Linked DNA regions of Gossypium hirsutum: region 1 is linked to region 2. A link is a contact called in public Hi-C data. All regions are on one chromosome and are shown on one strand. Each heading gives the region's core, a stretch centred on a gene start, on an enhancer-like site or on the middle of the called end of the contact. The rest is flanking DNA. Distances are from core to core; before and after follow the strand shown.

The links. A called contact is a pair of places that touch in the nucleus more often than the background predicts.
Region 1: a contact with region 2 is called in a Hi-C map of leaf, with 4 times the contacts expected there. The contact joins two enhancer-like sites. A contact is called at or near these places in 11 of 34 Hi-C or Micro-C datasets (anther, callus, hypocotyl and 2 more).

Annotation. Positions count from the first base shown.
Region 1 is chrA08:51,559,243-51,566,121 of Gossypium_hirsutum_v2.1, reverse strand. It overlaps LOC107910988 (spermine synthase), which reads right to left. Exons shown (of 11, transcript XM_041074673.1): 2 at 5,769-5,989; 3 at 5,637-5,681; 4 at 5,239-5,315; 5 at 4,976-5,098; 6 at 4,455-4,559; 7 at 4,287-4,359; 8 at 4,105-4,176; 9 at 3,598-3,793; 10 at 3,316-3,445; 11 at 2,101-2,407. The coding sequence starts at 5,958. The coding sequence ends at 2,342. Among protein-coding and RNA genes, the nearest start is that of LOC107910988, 3.8 kb to the right of the region's middle. Within about 2 kb of position 2,666, at least 1 of the 9 cell types and tissues checked has an H3K27ac peak or open chromatin away from gene starts, as enhancers often do.
Region 2 is chrA08:51,384,426-51,391,135 of Gossypium_hirsutum_v2.1, reverse strand. It overlaps the pseudogene LOC107946696. Among protein-coding and RNA genes, the nearest start is that of LOC107910988, 170 kb to the left of the region's middle. Within about 2 kb of position 1,570, at least 6 of the 9 cell types and tissues checked have an H3K27ac peak or open chromatin away from gene starts, as enhancers often do.

The DNA of each region.
Region 1 (6,879 bases), core at 1,417-3,916, 170 kb before region 2:
TTAAATGTTAGATAACCAGTGAACAAATATTTGCTTCCATTTTTTTTTGCGTGCAAAAACATTAAGGAAAATATACAAAGGATATTAATGTAATTAATAGATATTTTATTAAACAAATTTGCTAGAAAAATATAAACAAATAAAACAAATATATTACACTCAGGGTACCAAATCCAACAGTTCAAAGTTCAAATCAGGATGGGTTCTATGGGTGAGCAACCCTTAGCCACCAGGCCAATCAAATAAGTTCAACCTTTAACAATTAAAACTGTGCTTTAACCATCAAGGCTAGTGTTCAACTTTAATTAAATTTTACATAAACTAATACATAACATATAAATATCAATATCAATATTTTTTCTAAAATTAGATATTTTAATTAATGATAAAATTAAATATAATTATTTAAATTTATTTTTAAAATTATAATAAAATATATCTTATTTAACATCCTATTCTCTTGAATCTCTTGTAGCTTCTCTTAGATATTATTCTTTTGTATCCGCAAACCTAACTGAAAAATGAAATGAAATCATCAGAATTTCTAGATGTGTGATTATCCATTTTATTATTTGATCTGCTCAATATTCTTAAAAAAAATTAACTATAAATAAATATTATAATACAAATTTACTTTATAATGTGGCATAATTATCCTTACTACATATTATATTATAAAAAATAGTATACATACACGTTTAAGGACATATAATATATCAATTGTTATATAACTAATTGTGAATGTATAATAATTATTATTATATTATTATATTACAATGTGCATTCTTCTATTATGATGTGCAACCTAAACCTTGAACATGTAACTAGTTTTATCATATACTATCATATATATATATACAATTAGTACATATTATAATAACATATTATAATAACATAATTATATATAGGGTTACATATCAAATTTCATTTGGCATGTTGGTTGGAAATAACATCATCATATGTTGAATTTTACCGGATTGGCCAAAAAACTTTTTCGAGGATCCACTTCACTAATAAAGAAGGCAATAAAAGAGAACAAATGAGGAAGAGTGATTCGTTTGACATTAAGATTGGTTGGTAAAAGAGCTCTTTTCTTTGAGAGTGAGTCCAATTAATATAACAGAGGAGCCTAACCTATATACAATTAATTACATATTTAAAATTTAGGTTGTATATGATTAATATATTAATTATATAACAATTAATATATTATGTCATTAAATATGTATGTATACTATTTTATTTAATATAATATAATATGCACTAAATATATTTGTCATATTATAAAATAAATTCATATCATAATATTTATTTTAATTATATAAATATTAACTAGTTTTTGGTTTAAAAAGATTAACTAGTTGAGTTTATCAAATCTGTCTAGAAATCCGCTGCCATTCCTAATTAAGAGTAAGGGAAATTAAGCCTAACTCCTCTCCAAAATGGCTTGTTCCAACTCAAATGCGTAAATTAACAACCATAAGCCTAAGCAAACAGAGTAGAAAATTAATTTTTGAAAAATGAATATCAACTATCTTTGAATGATGTTACTTAAATATTTTCTATTATTTGACCATTTTTAAAATCATTGTTTAAAATTATTTTTAATGAAATAAACACATAATAATCAATGCCTAATTAAATAGAAAATAAAAAATACAACACATTATATATTGTTTTCGATGACAAATTAGAGCTAAAAAAATACAACTCAATGCCTAATTTAAACTCGTACTATTACTGATAAAAAATATTTATATTATTAAAAAATATTTACAAACAATAATATGTTTATTAAAATATTTTTAATAAAATATTATGAATACTATTTAATATTAATATTGTAATTAGATCAATATTGTAATATTTTAAAAATAACAAAATATTATTAATATAATAATATTTAACCCAATTCAACTTAACTTTTTTTTTACAAAAATCATGTCAGTCATTTTTCCCAAAATTATCTCAATACCTTTGGTAAGGGAAAACAATTTCCAAATGTAAAATATTTTGGCTGCTCGATAAATCATTTTACATAAAACAAACGCAATAAAATACTAAAAAGCATTTCCCATAAACAAACAAAACTACATCAAGAAAACAAACAACACTGTAATATCATTTTTATGCTACGAATAATCTGAGCTGAAGACATGAAACACATGTATGTCATCAAGCAAACACACTGCTGCATATCAATAACAGAATACAACAAGGCCCTGCACTCAGTTTTCAGTGTAATAAAACAAATCGCAGGCAAAACATTTTATTTACTCTACTGCCAAATGGGAGTTATCACTACATATTTGCTTAGGACTAGGAGACACGCAGATTCCTGCTAGTCGCAAAGTAGCCTCACCTCCCTCTTCAGGAATGAAGGCAACGAAAAAGCAGCCTTATGCATCTGTCAGTACAACAAAATAATTACATTTCTACATCATAATTCATAACGCTATCACACTACTAAAGTACTAATACATATCTCCATCTCACAACATAACTACTTCATGTGCATTTATAGAAGAAACATTCACGCATTATCCCTACATCTGTTCTAATTTGTTAATAAATGAAAAACAACAATACATGAAGCTTCAATAAAAAGGCCCACTCTAAACCAGCAGAAGTAGGAATAGTAGTTGCAACTTTGGCTTTCAGAGAAAAGAATCATTGAAAAAACAATCCAGCAGACCAAGATGTTAATTCATCAAGAAATGAAGCAACGCCTAATCAGTATAACAGTCAATTGGGTGGATCAAATTGGTTTTGGATCAAATCAATTCAGATCATGTTCGGGTTTTTAAATTTTTGAATTATTTCAGGTTCAAATCATTTGAGGTTTCATCTGTTGCAGGATTAGGCTATTTTGGCTTCAGGCCATTTCAGGTTCAAGTCATTTTGGGTTCAAATAATTCGAGTTTTCCAGTCGGGTTTTTTGAATTTGATCATCTCAAGTTCAGATCATCCCGGGTTGCTTGTTCAATTTATTTTGAGTTCAAGTCATTTCGGGTTCAAGTCTGCCAGGTTTGGACAATTCCAAGTTTGAGTGATTTTGGGTCCAGGTCATTCCCGGTTTGGATCATTTTCCGGTTTGGGCTTGTTGCCTTTTTATGATCATATCAGATTTGGATTTGAGTAAATCAGGTTGCATTTTAGGGTTCAGGTCAAAATTGACAGTCTACTCATTAGTTTGAGGTTCATTTCAGCACAACGAGCAGATTATATTGTTTAAGGATTTAATGTCCCAGAGCAAACATAACTTAGCACCCTGCTAAAATGAATGAAAATGGGAACTTTAAGATGAGTTCTCACCTCAGAGTTGTAATATCTAAGTTCTCTCTTATGCTGATGAGCTCCTTCTAACTTTTCAATAGGGTTAATGGGATTCAGAAAATCAACTGCTGGCCCCTCTGTCGAGCATATCAGAAAACCAATCACACCACTGCATTAAAAAAAGAAACCAGAAGTCAGAAATGAGATACATTTGATGCCTTACCAATTGGTAAATCGTTACAGATAAATTTGCCACCAAAAAATGCATCATATAATTATCTAAAAGAGAAATAAGGTGAAAACATAGCATAATTAAAATACCTTGGATATGTTGGAACACTCGCCCATGCATAATGAACAGAACCTTTGAATATTTCACGGCAAATAGAGATCATATCATCAATTAGATGTGTATGAAGCCACATACTCTCTGCCATGTTACATAGGACACCACCAGGCCTTAAAGCTCTAGCTAAAGTATCAAAAAATGGTTTCTCTACTAGCTCTTGAGCAGGACCTACATTGCAGGAAAAAAAAGAAAATTTAAAGCTCGAATATTGTCCAGTCTTGAAACAAAAATCAATTTGCAAATACCATTGTTGTAAAATCCCCTAGAGCCCTTGAAAACTAAAAGAGATCCATAACAAAGCATCTAAGCAGAGAGCACCACATATATTCTTTAAGACACGGTGAAAGCATTTTCAAACTTCTAACTCTAATGTTCCATTTTTTTCTCATGTTGGAAGAAACGATAGATTTTTCTACTGGTATATGCAGAACTCGTTAAATTAGAAAATAAAATTATAATGGACCAAAATTACAACATACCTACAGGATCTGATGAATCAACAATGATTGCATCATACTTCCCTTCTGGAACATTACGAAGAAACTCAACAGCTGTTAAGATTATGCAAGAAAAATTATCAGCTCAGAAATTATAGCTATGCTGACCGCCCACGGTAAAAAATTAATATAAATAAAATGAATAAAATATTGGTTTAGCCTACCATCACCAACATGAAGACAAACACGGGGGTCTTCAAATCCAGCAGCCAGTTCTGGAAAGAACTTCTTAGAAACCTAGAATAAGAGAATGTGGTAAATGTCTACTAAGTTGCATTTTTAGATATAAATTAAAATGAAAAGAAAACAAGAAGAGATGCTAAATAAAATACCTCTATAACCATCCTATCTATTTCACATATATCAATGTGGTCAACAGAGCTGTGCCGAGAAATCTCTGCAAGAACCCCACCATCACCACCTCCCACAACCAGAACCTGTATTCAGTATCTAGGTAAAGTTAACACAAAACCACTTTGAAGCTAAAGTAAAATCTTTCTAGAAGTCTGGAACTAAGGTCAGATAAATAAGGTTTTTGATAAAAGCGGAAATTTGTCAGCCTAATCAGGGTTCAAGCACTTTAAATAAGCCAAATAGCTTAGGGGATGTATCTCGTGATTTTCTTGACAGAAAAGACTACAACCATCTAACTGCCTTTCTAGCAAAAAACTTCATACAGATTGCATGATTATGCAGTACTAAAGAAAAAAATTCAAATCCCAACTTAAGAAATTGAAGAAAAGCAAGTTCGATAAGTCCAACAATATAAATGGTACTAGCAAAGATAAAAGGGAAACTACCGACTTCCACATGGAGTGAAAAACAATTCTATGCTTAGATAAGATGAGATTACAGTTTTGGGAGATGGAATTGAGCAAAGGGGAAGATGAGTTATCATCTCCTGATATGCACATTCATCCTTCTCAGTCAGCTGAACTATACCATCAAGAACAAGCACTTTCCCATAGCTTGATGACTGCAGAGGAAGTATATCATTAGCAAGAATGTGCATAACAAGCAGTCAGTTAAAAAATAAATAACGCAAAGGGGACAGAAAGACAGGAACTAGAGGTAAACAATTACGGAAATCATAAAGTAGAGTTAAAAATACCAAACCTCAAAAACAAGAACCTCTTGATAGTCTGACCTTGCTTTGTACAAAATGCTTTCAACTTTCAGAGAATGTGCTTCTCCTGCAACAAAAATTTGAAAGATTGTCAGTATCAGTAAAGGTTATGATATGATCTAATGCATGAAAGGCTGCCCCTAGTTCAACTCGACGCTCCTAACTAAGCTCTCATTTCAAAGAATAAGTTAACTTGATAAAGTTATCAAAAGTCCAGTGGAACCCTAGCATTGTGAGAAAGTTCAGAATTGTCACTAATTACCTTTTATCAGATTTCTTCTGTTATGATTTAATATATATTAAATCAATTATTACATGGCATCGAGAAGATAAAAAATATTTTTAAAATCAAAACATAAATAAATTAAAGAGGAACTTTAAAGCTCACCGGGCCACATAGGATTGTTGAAGTAAACCATTTTACCGGCCTTATCTACAAGTGAGGATAAAAGACTCAAACCATGAAATTCTGGCAAATAGTGAAAAAGAGCAGGAAAGAAAAGAATTCAAAGATGATGACCAGAAGAAGACTGAGATTCTGAGAACCACCCAGAAACAACGGTAGAATGGCATTTAGCCTCAAGCTCAGGGGCTGAAGCCCTAGCCTTCAAGCAACAAGAAGGGATAGCCTTCTGTGAACTATTCCCATTATTCCCCTTCCCATCCATAATCTTCTGGCATTCCAAACCTCTTCCTGCGTCTTCCCCCATAGATTATCTTTTTCCTCTTCGGCTCCAGCCTCTACATGTCAAAACCAATTCATAAGTTCCCTGCTTATAGAAACAGAACTAACATATGCATGCATGAGCAGATTAAATCTTTTTTCAAAAAAAAAAACATTTTAAAAGTTTTTTTATCACTGAAAGAAAGTTTGTTGTAGAATGTTCAAGATGAAAAAAGCACCAGCTTTCTTGTACATCTAGCAGTATGTTCATACATTATTTATCATTTTTTAAAATATAACAAGCCTCAAAGAGGAAAAAGATTAATAAAAGAAAAAGCAGAGGAAAGGAGTGTGAAATAGCAGAAGACTTTTGAAGTAGAATTTCCTGGCCAATAACGCTTTTTAATATAACAATTCAAAGCTATCATCAACATTGAAAGCTGTATAAAAATTTATCACAGAGGATTTTTATATTGATTATGATGAGAAAATTATATTATACAATTCAAAGCTATGATCAATATTGAAAGCTGTATAAATAAATGGAATAGGAACAAACATAAATGCCGCTTCTAGAAGATCAAAGTAAGATGAAAAAAAAACAAGCTAATTTCCACTAAGTTAGGTAATAGAAATGAAAATTTCAAATCCAACTTAGAACTTACAGTTAGCAATAAACTTTCTTTAAATAACAATTACAGCAACTTTAACCTCAGGTTTTTCGCTTTTATTACAGAAATAAACGGATTTTTTGAAATATATATAAAGGGAAAAACCAACGCAAAGCTCCAATTCTTTCCCGTGAAATTTTCTGAGTTGAAGAATTAGGGTTTAGAAAAGCGAATTCAAAAGCAACGACTCTCCTAAAACCGATAATAAACGTCCGCTTTTTGAATGAAATGAAATAAATAAACAAAAAATAAAAAGCAAAATGTCAGAACTAACACAACGGCAGTGATAATATTAA
Region 2 (6,710 bases), core at 321-2,820:
AAGATAAGTAGGGGCTAATATAACTTTAAAAATAGTGCACGCCTTGGAACCTTGTCCTATTTCTTCTTTTTCTGTTTGAGTTCTATTTGCATGTTCGAGATTTTCCTCATTGGATGTGTGTACTAACACTTTCTTAATATTTAGAAATAATAATTTTTTATTTCAATATTATATCTCATACCAAATTATCATTTCAAAACCGTACCAAAATTTTGAGGATATACTAAAAATACAAAGTACCAAAAATATTGAGGGAGTAAAATTTTTTGAAGAAACACAAAAAATTACGAGAGAATACAGAAAATTATAAGAAAGTATCAAAAAACTTAAAGAACCACAAAAAAAAAAATGAAAGAGGAAGTACTAAAAAATTATGAGAGAATACTAAAATATATGAGGAACTGAAAAAACATGAGAAAGTATAAAAAAATATAATAAAGTATCAAAAAATGGGAGGAAGTACAAAAAAATTGGAAAGTGTGAAAAAGTACGAGAAAGTACCAAAAAAATGATGAAGTGCAAAGAATTATGAGAATATATCAAACCATACAAGAAAATATAAAAAATTATGAGGGAATATTAAAAAATATAAGAAAATATAAAAAAAAATGAGAATGTATCAAAAAATTAGGAAGAAATAAAAAAATTTATGAAAATATCAAATAACATGAGAGGTCATCTCAATAATTTTTGCATTTATTTAAAATTTTTCGTATATTTTAAAATTATCATAAAATATAATTTTTTTTACTAATTTTTAGAATTATAAATTATAAATTTTTTCGTTATAAAATTTCATTGAAATTTCTTAATATTTAAAAAAATTATTTATTCTAAAATTATACCAGATACCCAACCAACTATCAAAATATTTAATTAGAATAAAAAAATTATGAGTATGCAAATATACCAATTATTACTTCAAACCTATTATTCGATTAGATAGCATTTTCTAAAAATTATAAGATTAAGCCAAAATAACGAAAACGCTCTCAGAATTGAAATCATTTTCAAAGTATTGATAAATAAAAAATTACTTCTAATTGGAAACGCTTTTTGTTTCTAATTTTTTTTATTTTTGTACCACTTATAACGAAAATATAGATTCATATGTCATATTATTTAAGAAAATAAAAAATAATAATACTCGAGGATTATATAAAAACATGTTTTTGTAAGTTTTATTTTTATAAAAACATGTTTTTGTAAGTTTTATTTTTATGATAAGTTGCACCAACAAAATAAAAAAAATATTGGGTAATGAAACTCACAAGAGAACCTCTGCCTTTTGACCTTTGTCTAGTTTCAAAAGAATAATAAAGTAACAGAACAGGAAACAACGGCGGTGAATGCCAAAAATTGTGTTTGAAAAAACCAATAAATTTGATCAATATTAATTTATTGCTAAAAAAGAAAAGTTGGTAACTTTACTTTTCACTCAATGGATAAAGATAAAGAATAAAAACAACGATTATTCCAATTTCCGACATCCAAGCACAGCAGATAGAGAAAACAAAAGGTTAAGTGAAGATGGGAGCAGAGCAAGCACTGAAGAGAATTCCACGCATTAAGTTTCCTCAAAGACACCCAAAACCCTCGCCTTCAGGTTGCTCCTCTCTTCTTTTTTTTTTTTTTGGAGTATTAATCTTGGGGTTCTGGTTTTTAGTTCGTTGAAATTGAAAAACTTTTCTAAAACTCAAAACGTCTGCTTTGAGTTTTTAATTGAATTTATTATCTTTTGTTTTAATTCTTGCTTTGTCTTCTGAATTTCAACATCAAGGTACTAAGCTTGTTCTTTGTTTCTTTGATCTGTTGCAAACGTGAAGTACAGATGCTGAATTTAGTATATACTGAGTTAGATTATTTCTTTTTTTTTTATTTTCTTCGGTCTCGTTCTTGGGAGTTGCTATTTTTGTGATCTTCTTTGATGGAAGGAGCGAGTCAGATGAGATGGATATTTGCTAAGAGCATATACTGATCGTTTTGATAGAAATTAGATGGTATGCACAGTAGAGCTTGAGACAAGTGGGGTAGATTTGATTAAAGGTCGAATTCCAAATTAGATTTTTGTTGATGGGAGGATTTTGGACTGCATTGGCGATGAGGTCAGAGTTGAAGATCGAATTCATGCTTTTATTCTTTTGGAAATGGTGCGGGGAAGATGTCCCTCCCTCTATGTAACCACATTCCAATGCTTAACTAGTCGATGTGGGATTGTTTTTCCCTCTCAAAACTAGCCTCTTAGATAAGCGTGTGAACTGTCGATAACTCGATGGATCCAAGACACGTTACCACAGGCAGCATCGTTTGTTTACACTTCTTCTGGTAGAGAGCTGAGCTAGAGGTCGAGTCTTTGGAATTGTAAGTTGAAATGGAGTTGCTGAGCTTCCGACAAGATGAAGGTGAGCTAAGGGGCGTCATAGTTTGTCTAGGGGTCAAGTCTACTAATAAGGATTGGACTGTGGCTACATATAGCAAGGGTCACCTTTTCATCATCATTGGCTTTTCTCGAAAGGACAAAAGCATAAAGATAATCTTCTCCTTCAAAGCAGATATAATTACTTACAGTATTCAAATATTGCTGTGATAGTGTTACTTTTCTTTTTGGATGAGGATGGGCTATTGGGATAAGTTTAGTGATATTTCAAGTTCCTAGGTGGTTTTCAATTTTTTTTCGGGTTTCTCAAGTTTAGATTTTTACTTTTTTCTCAGATTGGATTTGGGATTTGTGTTTAGGCTTATTAGATCATTTCTGAACTTTTAATAGAATATGTATCGACTTTAGCTTATTTTTCGAGTTTGGGTTTGGATGGGATGAAGTTTTGGATTTGGATTTGAGCTTTCTGAAATTGGGGTTTGTTTATCGCCTCTACTTCTAACAGCAGAACCAGATTGAAACCACATTTGCTTGAGCTTTGCTCTGTTTGTTGGTCGACTGAATGGGAAGGAATTAGGATATTTTAGTCCCTGTAGTGGCATGTGGTCTTTAAGTTGCCATTTTATATTTGAAACCACTTTTAAGGTTGTGTTGTTGTATAGGTTCAATCTCTGAAATACAAGCAACACGCAAAGATGGAGGTGTCATTGGTAACTTCATTGCAAGGTCAAGGTTGAGCTCAGATGTTCCTGCTCCGCCCAGCAACACTGCTGTAGGAGGAAAAGCATCTCTTTTGCCAAAACGTACTCCTGTCTCTGAGAGGGAAATCGAGGCTATTCTGGTAAGTAAATTTGATCTCCTGACAAGCTGCCTCTCATCATCGTAAATGCAGCTAATCTTTTCGAAATTCAAATCTCAACCTCTACAATCTCCTCTTATTCGTGAACTTCCACTTTTTAAATACCAAATTAAGGCCTAGAGATGATTCTAACATGCATTAAATCTTACCACCTTGCAGTTAGGCGCCTGCTTCTGAATTTTCAGCTGTCAAAGCTAGCTTTCCCGAAGCTCGAAATAAAATTTCTGATCTGTTATATTTCTCCAATCTTAGTTCTCTGATATGTAAAGAACTGTTTACTGAAGTTTAAAAAGCACAAAAGAATCAAAATTGGTCTTAAAAAACCATTGTGGGATGAGACTTCATTCTCAGTGAAATAATATGTTGAAACTCTTTCTATTTCGACTCTGTTTGATCTTCTAAGTATTATTCCTTCCTATGCAGCAACTATGAAGTACCACTCAAATACCTGGGTTAATATTATTAACACGTTAAAATAGAATAAATACAAAAGAAATACAGGATTTATCAGTTCTATATTTTAGGCATCATACTGCTAAGCTGCAAACCTTAAAACATGCTGGTTAAAACATCCCATCTGATTTATCCACAAGACGATGTTTAATTCCCCATGGAAGCTGTTTGAGCGCATTTTCGAAAACAATGAAGATCACCTTTTGGTGCCATCAACAGCAGTGAGGTATTTGTCAACTTGTGCAGCTGCTTGCCTTCCCTCTGAGACTGCGCACACAACTAATGATTGACCTCGTCGACAATCTCCGGCTGCAAACACTCCTACCACATTGGTTGCGAAACGCTCAAACTCTGCCTTAAAAGTTTGATCGGTTGTCTTGCTCCACACCTAGCTTCTCTGCCACCGTCTGTTAAAAGAAAAAAACAAATTACATACAATAGCTGGATCTTGAATGGTTCAATGAATTAACAATGCTGTTCCCGTTTTTAATATTTGTAAAAGTTTTAATACTCACCGACTCAGGCCCAAGGAAACCCATGGCAAGCAGGACTAGGTCAGCCTCGATTATTTCCTCGGAGCCCTCAACTTCCTTGAATTGAAACTTCCCACTGGCATCCTTTTCCCAATACACACGTATCACCTCTAGCCCTTTCACAGCTCCATTCTCATCTCCCACGAACCTCTTTGTCAAAACCTCAGACGATCTTGGGTCTTTTCCAAATTTGGCTGCAGCTTCTTGGTGCCCATAGTCTACACGGAATATCCGAGGCCACTGCAATTCCAACCACCAGTGGAAACAAACGCATAAGATCAAATATTCCACTTCAAATGCTATTCCATGTAGCATCTTAATACATTTTGGTTGTCCACAAAGATTAAGCAAAAAAGGAAAATGAAAATAAATAAAATAAAAGACAATTTCTGTCATCATTATTAGTCTAATACGAGTTTTCATTTCACATCCGAAGCTATAGCTTATAATTTGATAAAAGTATTATGGAGGTGTTTGTATTAAGAGCTAGATTGAATTGTCTTCTTTAAATTAATCCTTATAAATCAAATTAAAGAACAAATTAATCATTTCTATAAAAAATTTAATCTATTTATACTATTAAAAATTGGTACTGTTGACAAAATAACTAATAATGACATTTGACGTGCTACGTATACATCATGCTGATGAATATGAACTAATTTTTAACTACAGAAATGAATAAAAATTTTAACAAAAAGACTAATTCACTTTTTAATCCAATGTACAAGGACTAATTTGTCTATTTTTAGAATAAAGAAGATAACCTGTGGCCAGGAATTGCCAGGAGCTCTACTTTGTGGGGGCCGAGGAAGCAACTCTAGGTTCACAATGCTACTACATCCATGGCGGATGGATGTCCCTATGCAATCTGTACCAGTGTCACCTCCACCAATGACCACTACTTTTTTGCCCTTAGCAGATATATAGTGACCATCTCGGAGATTGCTATCCAGCAAGCTTTTAGTGTTTGCATGAAGGAATTCCATCACAAAATGAACACCGGATAACTGCCGCCCTGGAACAGCAAGGTCCCTGCATCAGGCAGATAAGTGCATTAAATTATTCAACCATAAAAAATAATGAATATCAAGTACTGACTATCTAAAGTTATAGTTTTCTTTGGGGCTAATCAATCCACCATCATCTGATTGTGGAGACAATAAAGAACTCAAAAAAAAAAAAAAGCTATTAGAAAAGAAATGAAAAACATCTCCTAAGATTATCACTAATCAACAGCTTTCTTCCCTCTAATATTTACCTGGGTTTTGTGGCTCCAACTGCCAAAAAAATGGCATCATTATCCTCTCGTAGCCGGTCAAGGGAGTAGGACGGGTCAACTCCAACATCTGCATTGACCACGAATTTAACTCCTTCATCAGCCATAATGTTAACCCGCCGCTGAACGATATTCACCTTGTCAGTCTTCATGTTAGGGACTCCATACATCATAAGCCCCCCAATTCTATCGGCATGCTCATACACAGTCACCGAGTGACCCATTCTGTTCAGCTGATCAGCAGTAGCCAAACCAGCTGGTCCGCTTCCAACAATAGCTATGGTTTTGCTGTGGTCATATTTTCAAGTCATACTCTTTAGTAAATGCTTAAACTTCAAAAATACATCAATCTTGCAATGCAGCACGCATCTCAACTGAACCTTGCCCAGGAACTGATTTTTAAATGTGAATACCACTAACGAAATTCAAATGTAGTGGTTTGAAGTGAACAAGTGTAGAAATAACATAGCCTTCTAGATAGGAAAAAACAGGGCCATACCCTGTTCTCTTGAGAGGAGATCGTGGCACCATCCACCCTTCCTCAAATGCCTTGTCTATGATAGAACATTCAATTCTTTTGATGGACACAGGGTTCTCAATAATACCCACAACGCATGACCCTTCACATGGTGCAGGGCATACTCGGCCAGTGAACCCCGGGAAGTTAGTTGTCTCTAGAAGACGATCCAGTGCTTCACGCCACCTGTTTTGGTACACTAGCTCATTGAATTCTGGTATTTTGTTTCCAAGAGGGCATCCAGAGTTCTCCTGCATTTTAGATTCATCTTTCGTTCAATTCAGTTTCCAAAATGATGAACAAGAGTAAAAAACAGTAATACCTGACGGCGGAAAGGAGTACCACAGTCCATGCAGCGAGCAGACTGCGTTTTCAGAACTGGGCCAGGTCTTGATTCCTCAATGACCTCCTTCCAGTCATTCATCCGAACATTAGGATCCCTATATTGAACACCTTCACGATCATAAGCAACAAAACCACGATTTTTCACAGCATCTGAAACCTGAGTAGGCTTCTTGACTGGTTCAGCCTCTACTTTCTACAAATTCCACGAAGTCAAATTAGTATGTAAAAATACATATAGCGAAGGGTAACAACAGGATAGTATGTTGAAAATAGTGAAAACATTTGGAAATAAGTTGACACAAAAGTTCAAAATAAAGAATGCAAAAGAAATGGGGAAAGAAGAAAAG